Linked DNA regions of Pelodiscus sinensis: region 2 is linked to region 1. Evidence: chromatin contacts called from public Hi-C data. All regions are on one chromosome and are shown on one strand. Each heading gives the region's core, a stretch centred on a gene start, on an enhancer-like site or on the middle of the called end of the contact. The rest is flanking DNA. Distances are from core to core; before and after follow the strand shown.

Region 1 (7,084 bases), core at 1,160-3,659:
ACCGCTGATACCACTACTGGTGGTGAGGATGCTGTTCAAGCGCATAGGCCTGGACCTGGTGGGCCTGCTGGAGCTGGAGCTGGAGCTGGAGCTGGAGCTGGAGCGGCGCACCAGTGGGAAACAAATATATTTTGTTCATCGTGGACTATGCCACCTGTTACCCAGAGGCGATCTCTTTATGGGCCACTCCCAGGCTGCTGCTCTGCGGGCTGCCACTCGTCCTGCCACCACTCGTCCAGCTGCTGCTCCTCGGGCAGTTGCTCCTCGTCTGTGGCTCCACTGGATGCGGCTCCTTCAATCCCTTTCTCCTCTCCGTCTTCCATTGTCTGTCTTGTCTAGATTGTAAGCTCTTTAGGCAGGAACTTCTCCCATTCTATCTTTGCACAGTTCCTCACACAATAGTGCCACATTATGGTTTTTGCTAGCTCACAGTTCTTTTTGTTTTGTTTTCCATGGTAGATGTCTACAGGGGGAGGGGGGAAGAAAGCTAGATGGCCTGAAGATTTTGGTTTTTTAACAATATTAGTCCCCACATTCACTCGCCATTTTTCCCCTTCCAGTTCTCTCTTATCCAGGGTTATTTTTACAAAATAAAACCTAGTTCAGAGGTTAGTCCAAATCAGTCACCCACAGTCTGCAACCTGTGACAGTTACACCCTAGCCCTAGATTATCTTTGTGTTTCAAATTGACAGGACCTAAGAATCAGTTAATAGTTCATTCTGAAAAAGTTTATGTTTTAACTGAATAAGAATCCACGGTCATTCAAGGCACACACAGGTCTGAAGACAGTCGGTATTTTAGGTTGAAGAAGCGTGATAGTCAACTGGCTGAGAAGTAATCAAGCAAAGTGACAGCAAAGAGATTGATCACTGAAAAAGCAGAAGGTGCTGATCTCACCATTTACAGAATATACCTTAGCAGCTTATTTAATGGAGTGACATCAAATGTAAGTCCCAGAGGGCATTCATCTTTTAATATTTCCACACAGAGAGTAAGTATGCAGGATAGGCGTACAGGAGAAAAGTAGCAAACAACAAAGGGACTCGCTTTGCCACAATATCTACATACCTTCAGGATCTCAAGTAACATGTTTTTAAAAATTAGTGATTTTTAATGATTTTAGATAGAATATGAGCTGCAATTAATGCAAATAAAACATATTGGGGTAAAAAAATCTGTGTCAAATTTGGTGATAGCTTTTACTTTTAAGTATGTGATTGATGGTGATGTCTTTAACAAAATGACTACATATGGCATACTTTTGTGCAGTTTATCCTGTGATAGCTTTTTCACCACTACAAACATACAGTAGTGACATTTCAGCTGTAGTCTGTAACTTGGAGTGCCTTTGCTTTAATAGAGAGTCTGTCTGCATCTTTCAGCCACAGGCTCCTCCGATGGGGTGCTAACACTGACATATGCAGGAGAGCATGTTATCAAGATGTAATCCATAGGTCCAGGATAGATAATGGATTCAGGCAATTCCAAGTGAGAGGGAACTGGTCAGAGACCTGAAGGAATTGCTGGGGAAGATGCAACCTATCTCAACCAGGAGGAAATAGCCTTGTCTGTCTATCTATGTACTTCTTAGCCATTGGCCAGGGAGAGAGGCAAGAAAGAACAGGGATATTAGCATTAGCATGTGACCCCAGGATTTGAAAAGGATTAAATCCAAAAGAGTAGAAGGGATTATTTATGAAGCATTGCTGTATTATGGAAGACCCAAGCAACCTGCTTACATAATGAAATCAGGCTGACTTAATAACACGCCCCTTTCAAACAGGATGTCTATTTGAGTTCCAGGAAGGGAAGGCATGAAGCATCAGGCACAAGCACGCAGGAATCTTTTCCCCCATCACACTTTCTCTCAGCATAACACCACATCAGTATCCTGAAACCACACAACTATACTACTCCCAACAGAATGGGGGGGGGGAGAAGATACAAGGCTCTATTTGTGTTCACTTTTAAGGGCACATTAGAGGCTAGCTGGATGGCAAGTCATGCACATTTACATTTTGCAGAAAGAGATGCAGGCAGAGATCTTATTTAATAAAATGTGTATCCAATAATCATCGCGCTCTTGATACTTTTACAGGTCGGGCCTCCCTTGTCCGGCACACTGGGGACCTGAGTCCCAAACCACGGAGTGTGCCGGACTAGGGGAGGTCCAGGCTCCGCACCCGGCTGCAGGCTCCGCTTCTGGCCGCGCCCGCGCAGTGAGGCGGCTCCCCGGCTAGCGGCCAGGCCCGGGGCGGTCACTGACTCATTCACCCTCGGGCCCCGCTCAGGGCGAGCCGCTGTGGTTGCCAACTTCCCCGCCCGGACTCCATTGCAGCGCCTGGCGTCCCGTCCGGGAAGTTGGCAACCCGGCGCGGCGGGCGGGCGGGGGCGCGGGCTGCCCTGCGCCGCTAGATGGTGCCCGAGCCCAGGAGGCGCCGCAGCCGGCGAGCCCCGCCCCCGGCCCGGCAGGAAGCGGAGCGAGCGGACCCGGGCGCTGGCGCTGCTCGTGGAGCCACAGTACGTGCCGGGCCCGCGCCGCGTGGGGGCGGGATCCGGCGGGGGGGGAGCGACTGTTCCCCGCCCACGTGCCTGAGCCGCAGGGGAGCGGGGACCCCCCCCGCCGCCGTGGGGGGCCGCGGGAGGGGAACAGACCCGCCCCCCCCCCTCGCCTGGGCGCTCAGCTGGTGACTGGGCCGGGGGGAGGGGAGCCCCCCCCCAAAAAGCAGCCTGTGATCGGGGTGAATCGCTGGCGTGGGGCGACCAGCCGCCCCCGTGTGAAGTGAGGAGGAAACCCCCCCCCCCCGCCCCTCTGCCTCAGCAAGGGGTGCTCGGGGTGCGTGAGAAAGCAAACTCACCCTCACCCCCAGGCCGTGACCCCTGCGTTAGCCGGGCACTTAGGATCCCCCTACCAGGGCCTTACTGTATCACCTGCTGTGCAAACAGCAAAAAGCTGGCTTGGTGCAATAGGGACGGAAGAAATGGGTTCCAGTGGAAACGATCAACTGTAGATGTAATACACATTACTGATAACTTGATTTTCGCTCTAGGAGCAGAGCAGTTGTGTGTATATATAAAATAAAATAGCATATATGGCAGGGGTGGGCAAAAGGGCCTCCGCGGGCTGGATCCCACCTGCCAAGCAGGCTGATCCGGCCAGCAGAGGCCCTGCTGCTCCCCCACCCCGAGGCCAATTGGGACCTGGGGGTGAGAGAGCACAAAAAACTTCCTCCCGCCCTGCAAGGAACACATTGTACTTCAAAGTGCTACACGCTCCCAGGGCGGGAGGCAGGGAGAAGGAAGCTTTAGGCTGCTCCCCCACCCCAAGGCCCTGATTGGTCTGTGGGTGGGGTAGCCCAGAAGTTTCCTGGCTTCAAAAAATTTTGTAGTGGCCCCCAAGCCAAAAATTATTGCCCACTCCTGATATATATATATAGTGCGCAGACTTGCTCTGCAGTACTAAGGTTGCAGAACTGAGTTTAGATCCCACAAAGACCTTAAAAAGCAGAGTTCATTGGGGACCTTACATAGAATCATAGAATCCTAGGCTGGAAGAGACCTCAGGAGGTCATCGAGTCCAGCCCCTGGACCAGACCTAACTAAATCATCCTAGCCAGGGCTTTGTGAAGCCGGGAGTTAAAAAAATGTTTAAGCGCCTGTTTAAATCTTTGCAAAATTGGGGCTTACTGATATATGTTACCACAAACCCTGGGGGTGTTTTTTAAAATTAATTTTTGGTGTGTTTTAAGAAGTCGCTTGGTATTGGGGACACTTTTATTATGTGTTAGACGACTAACTTGGCATTACCCAGGGCTGGGGTGGGGCCATGCACCCTGACTGCCAGCTTCTTCACTGTGCTGCAGGTGGGAGGGGAGGTGGCTGCACATCCCATCTGCTGACTTTGACCAACCCAGGGGCAGGAGTGGGGTGCACACCCTGGCCGCTGGCTTCACTATGGCCGGTCTGGCTGGGTCTGGGGAGGCCGTGCAAGCTTCTTGCTGGCACTTCCCAGGCTTGGCAAGGGTGTGTGTGTACAGCAGCTAGCACCTGCTTCCCAGGGCGGGTTGGGTGCTGCCAACCAGTGGCTTCTGGATGGGACATTTGCCCCCTGTGGTCATTCCACAGTATAACTGTTCTTCCTGCCATACTTGTCCCTTTCCATTTTATGAGAAACAATTGAATTCCAGGGACATCCTGGCGCAACCAAACCCTGACCATGCCTTAAGTTATGATAAGAAGCAGCAGCATGCCAAAATCGGTAGTCCTAGCTCTTACCGTTTAGGAAGGGTTCTTGAGCAAATGGACTCACGGACAAACGGACGCAAATTTCTAAAATATATAAACAGGTTATTATTTATGTTCAGATAATAGCTAATGATCACCACCAGAGTTTGGACCTCATATACTGCTTCTTAGCATATTCAAAATGTGCCTCAGGACCATGATTCACGACCATATTTGGTCCAGCAGTTGGATCATTAGCTTCCTGGATGGACAGTGTGACATAAATGCTGATCCATGCCCTTCAGTGCCAGGCACTGTATGCAAACACCACAGAAGACTGCTCGTGCTCCAAATAGCTTAGAATCTAAAAGACTCCCAGCTTCCTTCTCATATGCATGCTACTTCCTACCACTGACCTGCCAGCCCCAAGATAGGACAAAGGCCCAAAATAAGGGCTACTACTATCGTATTGCTAACTACTACAGATTAAAAAAAAAAGTAGTACAAATTGACATTTCAGATTTTCCAAAACCTACATTTGCCCTTTTGCAAATGCTCATTGTATCCTGGATCTCAAGGCAACACCTTGTCTTCTCACATCCATATGGGACAGAGGCCCGTAAACTGTGGGGTACCCCTCAGTGGGTATGGAGAAATATTCAGGGAGGCCCACGTGCACAGGCCACCCCCATACGATATGAGGAGTGAGGGAAGAACCACCACTCCTCCCCGCTCTGCCCTCTGCTCCATTCCAGCCCTACTTGCAGCTGCAGCTCGAGTCCCACTCGAACCACAGCTCTGCTCCTGGATGCAGCCCTTGGCTTCCAAGACAGGGGACCCTGCTTGCAGCTGAGGCCTCAGCTCAGGGATGGGCAATAAGCAACCCGCGTGCTGGATGTGGTTCAGGCTGGATGCTGGTACTTTATTTACTTGCAAGTCTGTAGGTATGGCCATTTGTGGCTCCTGTGGGCTGTGGATCACCGTTCTTGACCAATGGGAACTGTGTGAAGTTGTGTCTCGGTCTTTGCTGTTTCCTGCAGTTTCTGTTGGTCAGGAATGGTGATCTGCAGCCAATGGGAGCTACAAGCAGCTTTACCCAGAGACATGCAGATAAATAAAGTGTTAGCAGCCCACCTGCCAGGGAGCTAACCCTGGCAAACTGCATCCAACTTATTGCCCACTCCTGCCCTGGTCGCAAAGTTGGTCCTGTTCCCAGCCCTCGACCATGCCTTCCCAGGGGGTGTGGACTGAAGAGTTTGGGAACCATTTATATAGGAGTAGGGCCTTAGGCTCTTGGGACATGGTGAACTGTGACTTTATACTTGTTATTGCACGGTCTGTGTGCAGTTTTTGTACTAATTTAACTATTTCAGTGTGTGTTTGTGAGGCAAATGCACTATTTCTACCAAAATAGTTAAATGAGTACAATCTCTAGCCTGGGCACAATTATACCCTTATAACTTATCCCCCTTTTCTTACAACAATAAGCTGTATCTGCATTAGCTCCTTTATACCAGTATTACTGTAAGCATATTAGATGGGTCTGTATTTCTCTATACTGGCTAGATAAGAGTCATGTCCTGAGTCTCAAAAGTCAACCAAAGAACATATTTAATATTTACAGTTATTTACAAACAGAAATGTAGTTTACAGGAGATTGTGTTAAAGTGACATATAGGTACAATTAATTGGTTCTGTGATGCACATCTACATTTCTATGAGAATTATAACTGAGACATGTTGATATTAAAATTAATGTATATAGTGATGCACAGCCGTAATTAATCAGTAGCTGTGTGTCAGAAAAGGCTGAATGGTTTTTCTTTAAACATCCTTCTGACTCCCAGATTTTCTAGCACTAGATAGGTAAGCTCAAACGATCATTTGAAAAATATAAGCTTTTGGTGTTACAATATGGCATTTTGTTCTCACTGAGTACTTGGAATATGTACAAAACGCTTAGAACAATTTTAGTATTTGTTCAAGTCATTGGTCCATCTGTTCCTTTATCCGGCTGTCAGCGTTACCACATTCTTAAGGATTTGGTGAAAAAAGTGGAAAGAAAATAATACCTGATCTGCACAAGTGATTGATGTATTCCCTGAAATAAGAATTGTAGAGACTTACTTCATACTTATCTTACTTTGCGGAGCTACAAAAGTTAATGTTGATAAGACTCTCCAGTCCTCTCTAAAATTTTGCTTTTTATTTCAGTGACAGTAAATTCCACAGATTGGCTCCATGAATGTGGGATCTGTGAAGAAGTATTGTAATTTGTCCTAATTTCTTTCCCCTTCTTAATTACATCATGTTCTATGTTCTGTTACAATACAGTAGTGTGAGAAGAAGTGACTGACTAGCTCTTGCTGTGCTCTTCGTAATTTTGAATAATGGAAAGTCCCCTCAATCCTTTTTTAGCTAAATAGCCTTGTTTCTTCGGGTCATACACTAATATATTGTACAATATATTTCAAGTGTGGCTACCAAAACTGTCTACAATACTCCACCAGGGGGCTGTGCTCTCAAGGCGTACAATGTATCATCACACTTTCAAAAGACAGCCGTCCAGGATCCAATCCAACAGGCTGTTGATCCATTTCAACTTAACTTCTGTGGAACTGAGTGATGTATGGTGCTTTGTGGAATCATACCTCTAGTCAGTTATACAGGTCGAACCTCCTTTATCCAGCACACCACAGAATTTGGCAGAAAAGGGAAGATCAAGACTCCCTACCTGGGTGTAGGGTTCTGCTCCTGGCTGTGGCTGCGTGCCGTATCGCCTGCCCCGCTGTGTCCAGCCCCCTCACCCCTACTGCACCAGCCCCAGACAGGTGCCCCCCTCTACCTCCAGCTCCGTCT
Region 2 (7,084 bases), core at 3,030-5,529, 340 kb after region 1:
TTTCTTATAATCTTAGAAAATGTTTAACTAAGACACAGGCTACTTACATTTAAAGCAAAATAGATGTGTTTACAGGAAATCTTTCCTCAGAAGTTGATGAATGCCTTCAATGAATAGTAAAACATCCAAACTGAACAGTTTGCACAGAATCTATGCAGTAAAGCTAGATAAGAAAAATCACAACAGTTAAAGCAGTTATAAAAATACGTGCACAATGCTGTCAGTAGAGCCTGTCATGGCCACAAAAGAATTAATGCCTCTACTGATATGAGATATTCATTACTAACTAGCTGTAATAAAATAACATTTCCAGTAATTTTCCTGATGAAGTTAGATAGAAAGATGTTCCCACAGGGAAAGCAATTCTCAGTGGATATGTCTATGCTGACATGCAAGCCCAATGTTAGTAAGATTCGAGTCAGCTAACCAGATTATGGAACCCTGGTCTTGAGCATCTACATTATATTTTACCTGTAGGGAAAACGAATCTGACCAGTACTCCAAACCAGAGATGTTAAATTTCAATTAGTCAATAAGGGTGGCGCTCGCTATCCTGCTGCGCCTCTCCTTTTGAAATGTACAAGAGCCACTCACAGTTGGTTCCCGTGCATTTCAAAGGGGGAGAGGCAGCGAGAATCCGTGCCAGTGGGGACCAAAGCAATCCCTGCTGGTGCGAGTTCTCCTCTGTGTCTCTTCCTTTGAAATGCTAGTGCGGACTCCGTGCTGTGCGGCTACACGCGGCACGGACTAGGTAGTTCAGACTGGGAAGCCTAGTCCGAACTACCTAGTCCGTGCCGTGTGTAGCCATGCGGCACGGAGTCCGCACTAGGGAACATTTAAAAATGGCGGCGCCCGGCTTTATGCAAATGAAGCCCGGGAAATTCAAATCTCGGACTTCATTTGCAACTCCGGTTGCCTACATTACTACCCTAGTTCGAACTAGGGTGGTAGTGTAGACATACCCTCAGAGAGAGGCAGGAAAGGCAGGAGTAAGCAACTAGTCGAGTTCCTACTCAGTTACTCAAGGTAGTCAACTAGTTGCTTATATCCCTAGTCCAAACTAGGGCTCTGGCAGCAACACAGCAATGCAGAGACCTAAGTCAAAGTAATTATATCCTAGAATCCCTAATACTGCCCACTCCGTTGAAGGGAGTGTGGTGCACTGTGCGAAAACTTTTCAGATCTCCCTGTAAACATAAAGCAGCTCACTTTGTAAAAGGCTTGTTCAGTTCACTCTTCATTGCAAACCCAGGAAGCACTCTGATAGTGTGCTTCCAGATCGGTGATCAGAACAGCATGGGTTAACAGTGACCTAAACTCCTTCCATTTGCCAATTGGGCAGGTGGGGCTTTCATTTGCAATAGCATGGACTGCAAACTGATGGTATAAAGAGAACTAAGGTAGTTGTCCCCTGGAATTGTGGGATACTTCCTGATGACTCCCTGGACCTGAGTCAAGCAGGGCTGCAGTTACACTGCAAAACAATAAGGCATGGAACTTGGGTCCTGGCTTCACTCAAGCTCAGACTTTCTTCATCTAACTATGCATTAGTGCAATTGCAGTGGAGATGCAAGGGGCATTAGCCTTGAGCTCAGGCTCAAGCATGGTCTTACTTTGCATGGTAGATGTACAATAAGGCCAGTGGAAGGTTTTAAGTTGCTCTGTCATCATCAACAATTTATCTTGTCTCTTAATCAAGTTATTAAGATATATTCCAGAAAAGAACCCCTAAAAAGAAAACAGTCACTCTGTATAAATGACAAAGGGTAATGAAGTGTATATCACTCTCTTGCACACACAGAGGAAAGGCATGGTTAGCAATTTTGATTGTTAATGTTTATACCAATAGATCTGGTTTGCCAATTAAATTAAGGGAAGTATATGTTATTAAGGACCAACTGTTTCCAGTTTAACAAGCTGTACACTGTTTTGGTAAATTTTAAAATGTTCATCACTCAAAATGTATACAGTGTATGTATTTAAGTTATATTCACAAGTAAACAGTAATATCCTATCACCTTAGGCATTTATGACTAAATATTTTTTAAAAGACCATATGCTTTCCCCAAATCAGAAAATCAGTGGGAGATATCAAAATAATAACCCCAAAATGTTTCACCATGCCCACAATACCTGCTTTATTGTATCCCTTCCACTTAAAAAACAAACAAACAAAAACGAGGGGAGGCCCATAGCATGTTTGGTGAAAGTCAACAAAACTGGGTGTTTCAGACCAACAAGATGGAATGAGTTCTCTCACTTCGGTTGTCAAAAGTCATCTGTAGATCATGGTGATTTGCAAGCACAAAGATTGGGAAGAGAAAGCCCAGGGCTATTTTATAGATAATGACAGAAGATAGGATAAAGAAAGTCCTATCCTCACATCATAAAGATAGCCGGTAAAGAAACAATATACTCCCTCAGATCCCTATGGAAACAGTGATTATGCTAGCCTCCAAAGATCAATGTCTAAACAAGATCCCCACTCAAAAGACATGCACACTCACCTTGGATCATAGGAGATAATGAGTGTTCTATGACAAGGTACATTTCTAAATGCCCTGTTTTCTATTCCAGCACACACAAAAGATCAATGGTGATGGAGACAATTAAATCTGGAGACATTCCAGAGGAACTGTGCATTTTTTAAATATAAAAACTTCAAAATGGGTGTGCTGTCATTAAAAATCAGTAAGAGTTCACAGCACTTTTTTAAAAAGTAGGGGTTTACTATAATATTTTGAACAAATTCTCCTCCCAGCCATTAGCATTCAGAGTTATGAATGTCTTCTGCTCTCTGTCCCGGAGTTGGAAGCATTTCAGCAATGTATTATTTAGTATGTATTTAGTTTGGGAAGGGCTTTTGGATTCTTCAGGATTAAAAGTAATATACGTATCAATACATAAATGTTTACTCTAATTTTTTAGTCAGCATTTTATTACAATAAAAGGTAATGTGAAAAGAACATGAGTGGCATTAGCACAATTACTGTGCTTTTAACCAGGTTGGGACTCCAGAGTTCAAATTTTGGAGCTGATGAAAGAAAGTTATGTCAAATTTTTATTTTTTTTTACCAGGCTCACACACTAACTGGGAACTGTTAAATGATGTGCTTAGCGATGCAAGTCACACTGCCTTCTAGTTCTGCTAGGCAGGTGCACTGCTACGTGGTAGTGGGACTGCAGGTCTTCAGGTTGTGCTGCTGGGTGGCCCCCGCTGCTTCCCAATCTTGCTGGCCAGTTTCGCTGCTGGGATCCAGCTTTGCTGCTTCCTGGCCTCCCTATTCCCCACAGAATTGTCACTGGGTGGCAGCCCTACTGCTGGGCTGTTGGTTTTGCTGCCGCAGGGCAGCCCTGCTACTGGGCTCTAGCCTCACTGCAGGGTTCTCTGGCCCGGCAACATCCCTGGCCTGGTGGAGCCTGGTGACCACCAGGGATGTTGCCGGACCAGAGAGTCCCAGTTAAGAGACGTTCAACCTTAGAGGTGAAGTGTAACCACGTGCATGGGTAACCCACCAGCCTGGGCTCATCAGTGACACGCAGGAGCCTGGCGTGCGCGAGGCGGCTCAGACGCTGGCTCCCGGCACGCACCCACCCGGCTGCCTCCTCTCCCCTCCCTCCCTCCCTTCCCCTTCTATTTATTTCGAGTTTTCACACCCCCTGCTCATAACCCCGCTGAAGAAGGGGGCCGTGCCCAGGGAAGCCCATGATCCCCTCTGCACGTTGTGAGTCTATCCAGTGCTACCGGGCCATTTGCTGTTGTTTTCTGAAACTGTCCCTGTCCCTGAGGGCTCCCGCCATGCTCGGGGGGGGGGGGGGGACACGGGGACGTGGCGGGGTTTCACCCCCCAGGCGTCCGGCCACTAACGCACCCGCAGCGGGGCGCCCGGGAGCCACAGCGCAGGCGCGGGCCAAGGTGCTGCGGCGTGTCCCGCCCCCTTGCGCGCGGTGCCCTTCTCCCCGCGGGCCCCCGACGTACGTCAGCCCCACACTACTCCTGCGGCGACCGTTACCTCCGCTCTAGGGCAAGAGCATCCGGGCTCCCCCCGCGCTGAGCCGGCCGCCGCCATCTTGCCGCTGTCGTGTAGGGCCCCGGCCGGCACTGCGCATGCTCAGTGCGCTCCGCGGGAGGCGGGGCTGAGGCAGCCCCCGGGGTTTCCGAGCTGCCGCCCTCGGGGGCTGCTCTGACTCGCGGGGACTAGAGCGCCGCTCTGTGGAGAGGCAACGTCCCAGCCGCAGCGAAGGGGGACGGTGGCCCAGAGGGAGCGCGAGCGCCCCGCTGCGAGCTCATCCCTGGCCAGCTGGGCACAGCACGTGGCAAGAGCCTCCCCCCCCCCCCGCGCGCAGCGCAGCCTCGGCAGGGCAGCTGCCACATGGACCCAAAACCACCCTCGCCCCTGCCCCGAGGGCGGGAGACTGGCGCGGCGCGCAGCCTGTCAGCCGTGGCGAGACAGGCAGGGAGGGGTCCGCCCTGCGAGCCTGCCCTTTGATCTACCGAAAAGAACAAACCACGGGCGGCGTTGTCAGCATCACCTTGGTCCTGGGCATGTGTGTGTGGACCCGTGTTTCTAGATCACATCTACACTGCAACTCAGACTGTTTCCAACACACTTGTCCCCTGGCTCAAGTACACTATTCATGTCATGATGGAGTCTGCTGAGCTTCCTAAACGCAACTGAAGTCTTGGCATGAGGTTGTTCCTGGACCGGGGTGACTTCTAAGTGGCTTCTTAGCATATTTATAACTGTGCTATGTTGCAGAAAGAGGCTGACGCAAAGATCAACCATGGTCTCGTGTTCAGTGGTACATTGAAACAGGAGGGGGCGCCCTCACTATATATTTAGGAGAGTAGTAATAGAGATGTAGCAGGGTTAGTCTGGTGTAGCTGAAACAAAAGACAGGACTATGCAGCATTTTAAAGACTAACAAGATGGTTTATTAGATGATGAGCTATCGTGGGCCAGCCCCACTTGCTCAGATCAATTTTCTTCCACAATTTGATCTGAGGGGAAAGCTCATCACCTAATAAACCATCTTGTTAGTCTTTAAAGTGCTGCATAGTCCTGTCTTTTATTTAGGAGAGATGAGAGAATCCTACTGCCCTAGCACCTATAACCAATAGAAGTGTAATAGTGTAAAAAAGCAATAATAATTTAAATGATTGCCATAGCTAAAGTTAGTGGAGGAGGACAAGAATATCAGAAACATTCCAGCGCTCAACTTGGTGCTACATCATTTTTGCAATTCCTGTCAAAATGTTAAAAATAAATATTAAATTCAAAGCATTGAGCAATGAGGAGAAACGATCCTTCAGTTTAAAGTAACCAGAAGGATTTAAAAACACACAAAAAACTCTGCTTCTGTGACCCTGAAACTAAACAGGTGGAATGCAAATCTAAGTTGGCATAAACAACTCTAAATAGTAATATTTTAAAAGTTCATTATAAAAATATACTTGACCATATGAGAGAAGGACTTGGTATTGTGCTACATGCTGAATATAAGTTTTTATGTAATTAATTGTGTTCATTTTAAAGTTCACCTATTTCTTGTAAGTCAACAAATAAGCACAAAAATATGTAAACTGTTGGTATTTGCGATATTCTTTCATGTTTTTCTGACTATTTTACATAGAGTATCCAAGCTGATCATGTAAATGACAAATACTGATTTGTAATGCACATACAATAATACTTGAAGCACTTTCTCAGATCGCAATTATAAAATCCATTTAATTCTTTACTGCACATTTTTTCTCTGGCTATGTGTAAGTCCAGTGAGTGGTGCTCCTTGCTGATACTTCAGGACCCTGAATTCTGATTTTTTTTAAAATTACTCTTTCCTTTCCATTATGGCTGATGAACCATGCTATGAGATATAACATTTTATTTTTCTGAAAAATTAAACATGGGGTTTTTTTAGGTTAAAGGCAATGTACAGTAAAACTCCGGTGGTCCGGCATCCAACTGCAACCCGGAAGTGCTCCGGCAGCTGCTTCAAGTTGTTAGAGTAATTGATTAACTGCGGCTGGATCCACAGCCAACACTGTCAGCCGACGGTCAGAACAGTGTGTGTGTGTGTGTGTGTGTTTCCGAGAAAAGGTTTAACGTCCGTGTCTTTACTGCTAGGACCGGGGTCCCGTCGCAGAGGGTGGCCAGCAGGCCAACAGACGCCCCGTTATATAGGAAGAGCTTATTTCACCTTAGATTTCAGCTGCTAGAACACGGGTTCCTTCGCAGCGGGCAGCCTAGGAAAGGCTGAAAAGGTGCCCCAACGGATCTTGTCACCTGGGAGTGACACAGATCCAAACGCCCAAGCTCTCCCCATGTCTGTCCCTTTATGACCGGCTGAAGTTCTTTTAAATTGTGCTTGGTTCTATTACAGCAACTGGAGGAGTCAGGTTAAAAACTTAAACAGTTACAGGTTTATTAAAAGACTTGTAAAAGCATATGGTTACAATGGCTATTGCTCTATTTCTTAAATGCTAGCAAATATATATATATATATAGGTCTTAAAAATGATCACAGGAAAAAGGTAAAGATAGAAAATAGAAATAATGGTACCAAGTGACAGCTTAATCTTTAAAGAGCTATAACACTATGTATATATATACTTAAACAAAGGACCACATCCAGGTACAATTTTTACCCCTTTCTGTGCCTCTCGACTCCAGCGTGTCAGGGCCGGTCTCTCAATTCCTAGGAAAGATGAATACGAGGTGGGCGTCCCCTCTGGAACCTCGGGAGATCAAACACCAAACCTGACCAGCAGATAGATGGTAGATTGACACTCAGAGAAAATATGCTGCTGGACCCATCTATATACCTCTGGGGGCCCGTATCCTCTTTCTTATCTAAGAGGCCAAATTCTACTGGTCCGTTTTGTGGCACCAGTTCTTACAAGCAAATTTCAAGTTAATTTACACTTGCAAGAGAGATAACTAAACTGTGAATACTAGACTTTTTTTTTTACTGGGCGAGAGATTCCTCCCCCCGTGGATGGATGTGTGTTCGTATCAATATGGGTTAAGTCAAGGACACTCCTTGGCAGCCTCTTGGTCAGCAATTAGTGTATCTCTGTTTA

What was found. Hi-C and Micro-C count contacts between places; a contact is called where the count stands out from the background.
Region 2: a contact with region 1 is called in a Hi-C map of blood, with 5 times the contacts expected there. The contact joins the promoter of TCEANC here to the promoter of GEMIN8 in region 1. A contact is called at or near these places in 2 of 5 Hi-C or Micro-C datasets (blood and an unstated tissue).

What each region holds. Positions count from the first base shown.
Region 1 is chr1:212,856,579-212,863,662 of ASM4963464v1, forward strand. GEMIN8 (gem nuclear organelle associated protein 8) reads left to right here and starts at 2,410. Exons shown (of 4, transcript XM_075914529.1): 1 at 2,410-2,521.
Region 2 is chr1:213,196,692-213,203,775 of ASM4963464v1, forward strand. TCEANC (transcription elongation factor A N-terminal and central domain containing) reads right to left here and starts at 4,280. Exons shown (of 5, transcript XM_075914701.1): 1 at 4,014-4,280; 2 at 1,614-1,728; 3 at 48-163.